Linked DNA regions of Drosophila melanogaster: regions 1, 2 and 4 are each linked to region 3. Evidence: chromatin contacts called from public Hi-C data. All regions are on one chromosome and are shown on one strand. The core of a region is the stretch at or near the end of the contact, and the rest is flanking DNA. Distances in the headings are between cores, read along the strand shown.

The links. Hi-C and Micro-C count contacts between places; a contact is called where the count stands out from the background.
Region 1: a Hi-C map of the Kc167 cell line shows a contact between it and region 3, with 8 times the contacts expected there. The contact joins the promoter of CG2444 here to the promoter of CG1622 in region 3. A contact is called at or near these places in 11 of 107 Hi-C or Micro-C datasets (the Kc167 cell line, the S2 cell line, embryo and 4 more).
Region 2: a Hi-C map of the Kc167 cell line shows a contact between it and region 3, with 5 times the contacts expected there. The contact joins the promoter of Nrd1 here to the promoter of CG1622 in region 3. A contact is called at or near these places in 7 of 107 Hi-C or Micro-C datasets (the Kc167 cell line, the S2 cell line, embryo and 2 more) and 1 of 6 datasets of contacts at active chromatin or transcription factors (the Kc167 cell line).
Region 4: a contact with region 3 is called in a Hi-C map of the Kc167 cell line, with 10 times the contacts expected there. The contact joins the promoter of Tango4 here to the promoter of CG1622 in region 3. A contact is called at or near these places in 16 of 107 Hi-C or Micro-C datasets (the Kc167 cell line, the S2 cell line, cellular blastoderm embryo and 5 more) and 1 of 6 datasets of contacts at active chromatin or transcription factors (the Kc167 cell line).

What each region holds. Positions count from the first base shown.
Region 1 is chrX:11,703,964-11,706,663 of dm6, forward strand. CG2444 reads right to left here and starts at 1,337. Exons shown (of 2, transcript NM_001298206.1): 1 at 857-1,337; 2 at 347-778. The coding sequence starts at 965. The coding sequence ends at 543. It overlaps PhKgamma (Phosphorylase kinase gamma), which reads left to right. Exons shown (of 11, transcript NM_167297.3): 11 at 1-431. FucT6 (alpha1,6-fucosyltransferase) reads right to left here. Exons shown (of 4, transcript NM_132512.4): 4 at 2,612-2,700.
Region 2 is chrX:11,867,564-11,870,263 of dm6, forward strand. Nrd1 (Nardilysin) reads right to left here and starts at 1,330. Exons shown (of 4, transcript NM_132529.4): 1 at 984-1,330; 2 at 1-926. The coding sequence starts at 1,174. CG1847 reads left to right here and starts at 1,607. Exons shown (of 3, transcript NM_167311.3): 1 at 1,607-1,776; 2 at 1,919-2,095; 3 at 2,177-2,700. The coding sequence starts at 1,684.
Region 3 is chrX:13,295,657-13,298,356 of dm6, forward strand. It overlaps CG1622, which reads left to right and starts at 1,426. Exons shown (of 6, transcript NM_132644.3): 1 at 1,426-1,583; 2 at 1,651-1,791; 3 at 1,871-1,995; 4 at 2,091-2,226. The coding sequence starts at 1,574. It overlaps CG1764, which reads right to left. Exons shown (of 6, transcript NM_001298269.1): 2 at 857-1,056; 3 at 33-355. The coding sequence starts at 891.
Region 4 is chrX:12,019,720-12,022,419 of dm6, forward strand. Tango4 (Transport and Golgi organization 4) reads left to right here and starts at 1,349. Exons shown (of 2, transcript NM_132550.3): 1 at 1,349-1,559; 2 at 1,619-2,700. The coding sequence starts at 1,441. Lsm12a (LSM12 homolog a) reads left to right here. Exons shown (of 5, transcript NM_132549.3): 2 at 1-39; 3 at 106-222; 4 at 288-419; 5 at 816-1,000. The coding sequence ends at 944.

The DNA of each region.
Region 1 (2,700 bases), core at 87-2,586, 1.6 Mb before region 3:
GTATGTATGCATGCCTAGTAACATTACCTCCCCTGCCTTCTTCGTCCTTGTGATTTTGTTTAATACTTTTTAATTCGATTTTATTGCGTCTAATGCGCGCCAGCCATCTAGTGTAATCAGTTAGTGTAGTGAATGTAGCGTTCAACCACGGCCATGCATACCACCCAGATGGTACATGGCTATCCAGTGGTCCAACGTTATGACCCGGCGCCAGAACGAGCCGAATCGGATGACGAGATGCGATTGATTGTTGGGTTGGGGGAATGTACACACCTCATCTCACCATACTCCACACCCAACTAAGCCCACACAAGCAAGCGTACATGCATATGTATTTTCTGTTAATGATTCTATTAAATTATTTAATTGTATTGCTAAGCGTTTACATTTTAATTGTTATGTTGTAGTATACACAATAAATAAAAACAAACAAAAAAAAAAAAAAAGAACGAAATAATAAGCTGAAAACAAATCCATTGCCCATTGCCTCCTAGTTAGTTGAGCAACTTAAGGATTATGGCAATTAATAATGGCTTAAGATGTTAGATGTGCTTGTCGCAATTGTATTTCCGCTCGCAGCAAGCGGGAAATTCGCGATTGATGTTCACAAAGTCGCGCTGCTTGCAGCCCGGTGGCGGAGCGACTGCATCGCAGGTTTTGAAGGTCACCAAGCCATCCGCATGGCATTCGGCCCGCACGCATGGCAGATCCGGCGCCAGACCCGTCTCCCCGGGCGACAGGATCGTGTTCGTGTCCAGCACACACTTGCCGGGATGCGCTGCAAGCGATGGAGCAAAGAGTTAGTATGGCATATGACTGGTTTGCACCCAAGTGGACATCACCAGCACAAACTTACATGAATTGTTCAGTTTGACCTTGGCAACGGCCGCCTGGCCAACGTGGCCGCCAAGGATGACGACCAGGCCGAGGAGTAGGAATGCGGCAACGGTGCTAAACTGCGACATACTGCTCGATACTGGATTTCGTTTTGGGTAATCTCTGGTGGAAACTCTGGGATCGAGCGAGGTGTTATCAACTGGGATGCTGGTCCGCAAGTGCTGATGTTTGGGCCGCACCGGCAATGTTTTATACGCAACCGGGGGCGTCGGTTATCAGAAGGCGAAACTGAATCCGAATCCGAATCCGAGTTCGAGTTCGAGACCGAAGCCAAAGCCCCCGGAATGAGGCGGCTTATCCGCTCCAGCTGCCGACGACACCGACTTGACCTTGTCCAACGAGCGGAGCTCCTTTTTCCGATTCCCCGATTGCCGGTTTAGCTGCCTGTTTGGCCGCTTTGTTTAATTTTTATTTTTATTTGTTTTTGTTAATATCTGTGATCATTTTTTTTTGTTTTTTTTACTTCCCTGCGGTTCATTGAGTACTTAATTACAATTGCCCCACGCACACAGACGCCTTTAATTTATTTATGCATAAGCACACATACGCGTGCTTATTGTTATTATTCTTATTTTTTTGTTTTATTGACGGTGTGCGGAGGCTTATCACGTTTCGAATTTTCGGCACCCGTTTCGTTTTTGTTTTTTTGGTTTTTTTTTTTGGGAATTTTCTTGTTTTGGTGTTTTGGAATTCCTGCGAGTTTTTTTTAAGAGTAGCAGTGTTCCAGCGGGTTTACCGCGACTTGACTCATCATCACGAGGGCACGCATCTTCAATTTGCACTTTCACCGGCGCCTCGGGGTTCTTGAACCGCCGCAAAGCCATCATAAAAAACTGGTCCTTCAATATTCGATGGTTATAATGTATGCATATTTACAATATAGTACATATTATGGATGAATGATCATTCATATCCAGATCAGGTTAAAAAGTCTTTCAACCCACTGGCTAATGTAATTGATGTAAGTCATACGAATAACAAGCTAAAATCGACAAGGTTTTGCATTTTGTTCAAAATTTGATATTTGCAATTGGATTTTTCATCATAAGATATCCTAAAATTTTATAATAGCTGATTATTATCAATCCTAACGATCCCATTAACTTTTGGCAATTTTTTATATTTTTTTTATAATTTTGCAAAAAATGGCCAAAAAATAGAATTCACATTTTTAAAAACAGTTTGTTTCGGAATTCAATTACGAGCTCAACGATGTATGACATTCCATATTTGGACCATAATTTTTAAAGTTTCGCTAAAATAAATAAATAAATCAATAAATTATTGATTTTCAAAACCAGCTGCCTGATGAAATTCAACGACAAAAAATTAGAATTTCCAATTTTGAATAAGGAATTACACATTTTTGAGGAAAATTTTTAGATTTTTCGTACCAGGCGATCATAACCAGTAGCAGAAAACAAACTGCCAGTCTGTACAAAATGCACATTTTTATGGTAAATATATTGATTTTTTGCATCAGGCGATTACAATAAATAGCAGGTGTATACTGAAAACGAAATTCCAAAAGATCGTTGGTCTCATTCTGAAATTTCTGTTCGCCTGGTAGCGAAGCCCACAGCCCAGAGTTGCAGAAAAGGTAAATCGCTTTCAATATTTGCTTTTTAAAACATTACTATTTATTTCTTTTACTATGACGCTTGAATTTATCAGTTTTAGTTTTGTTTTGCGTTCGTTTTTTATCTTTGTTTTTGTTTTCTTTCAACTATTTTACAGGTGATAGACTATATTGCGCTTAGTGAAACTACATGCACTTCTATATATAATTTATTTATATATATA
Region 2 (2,700 bases), core at 80-2,579, 1.4 Mb before region 3:
TCGGCAGCACCCAAGTCAGCTCCAGTTTGGTCTCGTTCTCCACCGGCTTGACGAAGAAGACTTGCTCGTGGAACTCGGCCTTAAAGGCGTCCTTGTAGTTGAAGCTGCTCAAATCGGGAGCCTTCACCTCATTGTGCGGAATACCAGAGAAGTGGCGCACCACGAGTGATTCCAGCTCATCGATGGGCAAACGAGCCTGCAGGCAAACGTACATGCGATTGGCGCCATAGTGCTCTTTGCGGATCTCGTGCAAAATCTTGTGCAGCTCCGCGTCGTCAACGTTCTCTTTTAGCGACTTCATATTGCCCCAGGCAAAGGTGCCGTGGGGGAAACCTTTCGTGGCCAAACTGGCCAGCAGTTGATCACGCCTGGTCTCATCATCCTGAAGAATCTGCTGGAACTCTGAGTCCACAGCGCTGCGCTCGCGTTGCATAGCCTCTTGCTTCATCAGTGGCGCCTTCATCAGGGCCGTAAAATAGTCCAAACTGGAGTCCAGATGCTTCTCGGCTACCTCAAAATAGAAAAGCGTGTCCTCGCAGTCAGTGTTGGCATTGGCAAAGCCGCCGCATTTCTTAATATGTGCATCGAAAATGTTCTCCTTTGGGTACTTCTCTGAGCCCATAAAGATCATGTGCTCGAGAAAGTGTGCCAGTCCCTGGTATTTTGTGGGCTCAGCAAAAGACCCATAGTCAATCAATAGGGCGCAGGCGGCCAGCTTTTCGTCACCTTCCTCGCTGCTCGATTCCTCGCTGCTTTCACTATCGGTGGAGGTAGATGAGGTGGATTCACTGCGTGAGATTATGGAACTGCTGGTCGACACGGTCGACTTAGACGAGGACGACTCGGATGTGGTGAAGCCATCGTGTGGCATGGGACTGGGATCGGAGACAATCAACGCATGCAATCCATTCCCCAAGAGAAGTGTCCTAAGTGAAGACCAACCATTGAATCCAGTTCAACTGGGTTAATAGTCCGCTACTTACTTGTAAAGCTTCTTGTCCGTTTCCGACTTGTCCGGTATGTCCAGATACTTGACCTGGTCGGTCATTTTGCACAACGAGCTGTATGTGATCGCCCGTACGCCGGCTAATTGAGTAATTGGGCTCCGGCGTTTTGTACGTACGTGAAATTCGAATCGTCTAAACAAATGTGCGCTGTATCGCTGCCAGAGCATGCAAAACTCGAATGAGAATGAGACTTATGGCAATCCGTATCAACTGGGATCGGAGCTATGGAAAATCCACGGGGAAAAAATCACAGGCTGTCAAATAGCAAACGCAAAGGCAACTATTTTATATGTTAACGATACAAACTATTAATCGAAAGACGTGGGCTTAGTGATGGACCAGGTCCTTGGGTGTCGCCTTATCGATAACGTCGCAAATGTCAAATGGCTTGTGTGGCGGTATTTTTACATATAGGGAAATGAAAATTGGAAAACATTTTGTGATGTATGACAGTGTTCTTCATAGCTAATTGATTAGTGATTCAGTGTGGTCTTAGACGAAGAAAAAAAACCACACATAACAATTCTATCAATAGGTAATAAAAAATACCAAAAGCTTTGCACCGATTGGCGCGTGCAGATATCGAGAACCGATAGGCTTCGATAGGTTTGGACAAATAACGTCTGGTATCGAAAGGAAATTGTGTTGATTCCAAATAAATCCGATTCCAGCGGAGATGCAGTCGCGCAGCAAGTCCGATATGAAGCCCATACGAAAGGAGATCCTCAATCCGGGAAACGCCTACATCGAGCTAACCCCGGGCACCAGGGTGAGTTACTAAAACCGCTTGGCAGTTTGGCAGGTTTAGTTCCATCTGCGACAGCAAAAGCAAAACAGTGGGAAAATGGGCCAAGGCCAGTGGGTGGTGCAGCCAACAGAGACTCACTCCTCATGATATTGGCCTTTTCCAGGTGAAGTTCCACTTTCAAACGCGGAGGGCCGGCGACAGTCGCATCATCGATGATAGCCGCAAGATGGAGAAGCCCATGGAGCTGGTCCTGGGGAAGAAGTTTAAGCTAGAGGTCTGGGAGCTGATTGTGCAGCAGATGTCCCTTAACGAAGTGGCCAAGTTCACGGTACATAAGTCGGTAAGGGAATATGATATACACAGAGTCTGGACAACCTGATACCCACTGATCTAATTATTCTCCGAACTCTGGCACCTGCAGCTCTGCGCTCAATATCCTTTTATATCCAAGACCCTGCGGGACATTGGCAAGAAACCGGAGGAGCGACGTCACTGCTGCGGAATGACATTGCAGAACGAGGGCATTGGGTACACCGACCTGGATGAGCTGCTGCAAAATCCTTCCGATCTGGAGTTCATCATTGAACTGTTCTCCATTGAGCTGCCCGAGCAGTACGAAAAAGAGCGCTGGCAGATGTCCGACGACGAAAAGATGCTGGCCACCAGTACGCTGCGCGAACGGGGCAACAACTTCTATAAGGCCAGTCGGTTCACAGAGGCGGAGACCTGCTACCGCGAGGCTGTCGGAATTGTGGAGCAGCTGATGCTAAAGGAGAAGCCGCACGACGAGGAGTGGCAGGAGCTGGCGGCCATCAAGACACCGCTGTTGTTGAACTACGCGCAATGTCGGTTGATCGCCGGCGACTTCTACGCTGTGATCGAGCACTGCAACGAGGTGCTCACCCTGGATCCGCGCAATGTCAAGGCACTTTTTCGTCGGGCCAA
Region 3 (2,700 bases), core at 176-2,675:
TATCATGGTATCTCTTTAAATGAAATATATACCCGTGAAAAGCACATCGCCACCATCGAGCTGAGCGTTCGGATCCTCGATCTCGATGACCGGAATGTCCAGCTCCTTTTTGAGAATAATGGCCATGCTCTCGGCCTCGAGTTGCCGCTTGGGATGCTCCGATCTTCCGATCAGGGCCACTCCGTTACAGATCACCGCACTGTTCTCGACAAATACGCCCTCGGGCAGCTGGTCATCCGGCGGCAGCTCGATCACATCGAGACCAATGGTCCTCAGGAGGGTGCAGTACTGCTCGTGCTGCTGCTTGGCCAGCTGTACGTCGAACTTTCCGTTCTCCAGCAGGGCATCCGAGATTCTACGGATTTAAAGCGGTTAACAATGGATCTGCTAATTGAGGCGCGAATACGAGAACGTCTGAGTGGATAAACGAGTGGGTAATGTACTTGTGTGCTAACTACTCCTTATAAGAAAGAAAGTTATTAATTCCTATTCTTAAGCATTTTGTTTAATGATTGTGGGAGAAACTATTGTAGAAGATGTGTCAAATAGATAAATTAATGCTTGGTAAACAGGAAACTGTATTTTTAAACGTATAACTTCAAAATTGGTATCCTCAGGCTTATAAGTTCTATTTTAGATATGTAGCTATAGAAAGATTTGAATAATCAGATAGATCCAAACTAGATAGTGTTAAAGACAGGATCCAGGAACTGGGCGGCTTGGAAGGTGCAGCCCCACCCACTGGCATGTGTACCCACGAACGTTTGGTTGGGTGACCTAATTCCGCGCCACTGGGGCACTCCCTCCTCCGGATGCGGCAATCCGTCGAATTGAGACGAATTTGGGCTCCACTCACCTGGCCACAATCGCATGTGTGTACTTGGGCGACATGGTCGGCGGATTGGCCACTGGGTGCTCGTCCTCGGCGGCGGAATGCAGATGCAGATGCGGATGCGAAGATGGGGATTCGGATTGGATTCAGTTGGGCACAGTGTGACCTCGCTGCGAATGCCCGTAAAGGCAATTCTTTCGACGCCCTGGTCACTCTGCCATTCACTGGAAATATTTACAAGTTTTTGAAACGATTTAGTAACGGAAAATTACACTTTTTGTTTTCTAAATGTAGTATTACAAATCAAATAAATTAATAATTAAAAGGACAAGCATATAACTGAACGAAATGCGAATTTTCTGTGCATTTTCATAAGAATTGACCCAAAAACATTAGAAGGAAAAGAAAATTGCGCTTACTGTGATATAATAATATATTATATATTATATATTACGCTAACAAATAAGGTTTCATAAGCAAATATTAAATAAATTATTACAAATTATTGAAAATCACGACTTGTGGTGAACAGTCACGACCAAAGCAGTGACCTTAAGAATTGCCCGCTCCAGCGTTATCGATAACACACCGATAACGACTGCTAACGCATACACATCGCCAATTTGGGCATTTTCTCGCATGTAAATTGCAAATTGTGCTTGCATTTTTCGCGTTTTCCCGCGCACACAATCCTTCGGTAGCCGTAAAATTAATGCGCCCAATAGTAAAAGAGCAGTAGGCATGGACGAAGGTGAGTAAGAACATAGCATCCAATCCCCGCGAGCGTTTCATTGATGGCGGCGTCTTGTCTCGTGCAGATTATTCGGCGTCATCTTCGGCCGGCGGTGGCAAGAAGGCCGGCAAGCAGCACAACACGCTGCCCTTTTGGGGCAACGAATCCTCGATGAACCTGAATGCCCTGATCCTGGCCAACATCCAGAGCTCCAGCTACTTCAAAGGTGCAACCAAATCCACACGCGTGCTATTGCCAATCGTCACACTTACTAACCCGCCTTTTTTTTTGTGTACCCCAAACAGTCCATTTGTTTAAACTGAAAACGTACCATGAAGTGGTCGACGAGATCTACTACCAGGTGAAGCATATGGAGCCCTGGGAGCGTGGATCCCGCAAAACGTCCGGACAAACGGGCATGTGCGGCGGTGTGAGTGGTTTATGAAATGTAGCGCTAATCGTTGGCGATGCTTTATGCAATGCATGAATGTATGCACTCATTTTCGTTATCCTATTCCTTTCTAGGTGCGAGGCGTTGGCGCCGGCGGCATTGTGTCAACGGCATATTGCCTGCTCTACAAGCTATACACGCTGCGGCTGACCCGGAAGCAGATCAACGGACTGCTCAATCATACAGACTCGGCCTACATCCGGGCACTAGGTAGGTGTTGGTAAGTCGCATGAGTTCAGCCGTCACATATGCCGTCGCTTGCTCCTGCTCCCCCAGCTCACCAAACGAAACCAAACCACACCATACATCACCCCAAATTTGAAAAAAAAAAATAAGAAAAAAGAAAATAAAATACATGAAGCAGGGTGGGTCGATTTGGACGGTTGCAAACTATAATAGAGAATCTTGGCGGATGGTATTCTATGGATTGAACAACAATCACGTTTCCTTTTCGATTTCAAGTTGTGCCTTTTGCGAGAAGAGGACCTAGCATCTCCTTGCATCTGCCTGCGAAGGTAATCTTTACCCTACTTGCAAATATTTTATTTTATCAAGTATTCATGTTTATGCAATTCCCGGAGCAGTTCATTAAGCATGCACAAATCTTTTCAAATTTATTCGACTTAAATCACCATCTTGACATTCAACCATTGCTTTTTCAGAAATTCCTAACTAAAATCAAAG
Region 4 (2,700 bases), core at 99-2,598, 1.3 Mb before region 3:
GGCAACTTTGATGATCCGCAAAAGCTTAATCTGGAACAGGTAAGCATGCCAGCTCTGACCACTTACATAAATATATATATATATATATATATATTGCTTATACAGGTCAAAATGCGTCTGAGGAAAACAGTTGAGCGAAGACAGGACTACTTGAAGTCTAAGAATGCTGATGTCAGTCCAGAGGCGCAGGAACTCTATAGAGCGATAGCCAAACAATACGGGGTAATGACCTCTTGCACGATGCCCTATCATCATTAACCATTGCTATTTCTTTTACTATTTTGTAGTACAATGAAGTCTCCTGGCAAGGACTTAACATACAGATCCTAAATGAAGTCACCATCTCGCCGCCGTACCGAGTGGACAACGTGGTGTCCAGCTCGAACAACGAAACTTCATGCAACTACATCAAGCGCATCGTAAGCAATTGCCCAACCGCAGCACCTTCAAGCAAACTGTCATAAATCCGAAATGAAGTTCGTTAAATCTTTAATCAGACTAGCAAACCATTGTAACTTAAACCCAACGCAATGGCTCAAACAACGATTTAGTTGAATTAATGTTCAGAACATTCTAGATTCGCTAATGTTTATAGGTTATTCATATGTCAAGATAGTCCTAAATATTTCAAGTACTTCCCAATGTGGTTTAGGGTTTGATTAGAAACAGTATTAAGCATTTTATCATTCTGATATAAACATACAAATGCGCAAAGTTGCGGTAAAAAAAAATAATGCTTTATGACAGAATTGTGGCTGGTGTGGTCGGTGTTTTTAAGTTCATAGGTTAATCTTTACTCCATCTTTTATCTGCAGATCAAACAGTTCTTCAACACGAGGCCATCGCCCGTCCCGGAAAGCGGAGCTGCGGCCAGCACCTCGTCACCATCGGTGTCTCCCACGTCCTCATCTCTTGCATCTGGATCGCCGGTTCCCGCAAACTAATAATAAGCAGAAAAAAAACACAAACAAAACAAAACAAAAAAACAGAAATGTGCTTCAAAAAAGAACAACGTATTGGTTTTTTAATCTCTCGGGTGGGCGCATAAAGTTAACACTTTGATGGGTATTCGAAAAACGATTCTGAAAAAACTATCAGTTTTTGTGGCTTTTATGGTACTTTGAATTCAGGACCCACAATTTCTCATCTCGACTTAAGGTTGTGAAAAGTTAAATCATTTTTTTCTAATTATTAGATAATTCAATTACACAATTTCAATTAGATATTAGATATTTGCATTTAAATACATTTAAAATTTTAATAAAACTTCTTTTAAAAATGGATGCCCATGTAGCATTAACATTTGGCTATAAACAAGCTAGCAGACATCACTGTCCGATAACCGATAGCCCGATTGTTATGTATGGCTTGTGGTGGTCAGCTGCAAGAGCCGCGCCGCGTTTTTAACAAATTTAGCGAATAAGCAATAAATAACAGACAATGGCCATGGAAGACGTGCAGAAGCACAGCGTGCACACGCTGATATTCCGCTCCCTGAAGCGCACCCACGATCTGTTCGTCTCCAACCAGGGAAATCTGCCCGAAATCGACGAACGTTTGTGAGTATACCTGTAGTTTGCAACTTACGCATTGTTAATTTGTGTTTTTCGTTAAACAGAGAGAAGTTGCGACGTTCCATCAAGGCGAAGGATGGCTATGGCCTTGTGCTGGACAAGGTGGCGAAGATCGGCGAGGCCAGGAAGGCATCAGGAGCCCAAACGCCGGGCGACAAGACGCTGGCCATCACCGATGGCAGTGCAACGGATGCGGCCAGCGGTGCCGGCAGTCTGGTTAAGTACAATGCGGGCGCCAGGCCAGCGGAGAAGACAGCGCCACTGGTTACCGGCACACACACATCCCTGGTGCGCGCCTCCCTGGCGAACAGCAATGCAGATATGAGCGCCAATGGCGCCATCGCCAGCCATCTGCAATTGATACCGAAGAAGGCGCCCAGCATACCCAAGCCCAAGTGGCACGCACCCTGGAAACTGTCGCGCGTCATCTCCGGCCATTTGGGCTGGGTGCGATGCATCGCCGTGGAGCCGGGCAACGAGTGGTTCGCCACCGGCGCTGGCGATCGTGTGATCAAGATCTGGGACCTGGCCAGCGGCAAACTGAAGCTCTCGCTCACCGGTCATGTGAGCACTGTGCGCGGTGTGGCCGTCAGCACGAAGCATCCGTATCTGTTTAGCTGCGGCGAGGATCGGCAGGTCAAGTGCTGGGATCTGGAGTACAACAAAGTCATACGGCATTATCACGGTCACTTATCGGCTGTTTACTCGCTGGCCCTGCATCCCACCATCGATGTGCTGGCCACCTCCGGTCGCGATTCCACTGCCCGCATCTGGGACATGCGGACCAAGGCGAATGTGCACACACTGACGGGCCATACGAACACGGTGGCCAGTGTGGTGGCGCAGGCCACCAATCCGCAGATCATCACCGGCTCCCACGATTCCACGGTGCGTCTGTGGGATTTGGCCGCCGGCAAGAGCGTCTGCACGCTAACCAATCACAAGAAGTCCGTGCGCAGCATAGTCCTCCATCCATCGCTGTACATGTTCGCCTCCGCCTCGCCGGATAACATCAAGCAGTGGCGCTGTCCGGAGGGCAAGTTTGTGCAGAACATCTCCGGCCACACGTCCATTGTCAATTGCATGGCGGCGAATAGTGAGGGCGTGCTCGTTTCGGGCGGCGACA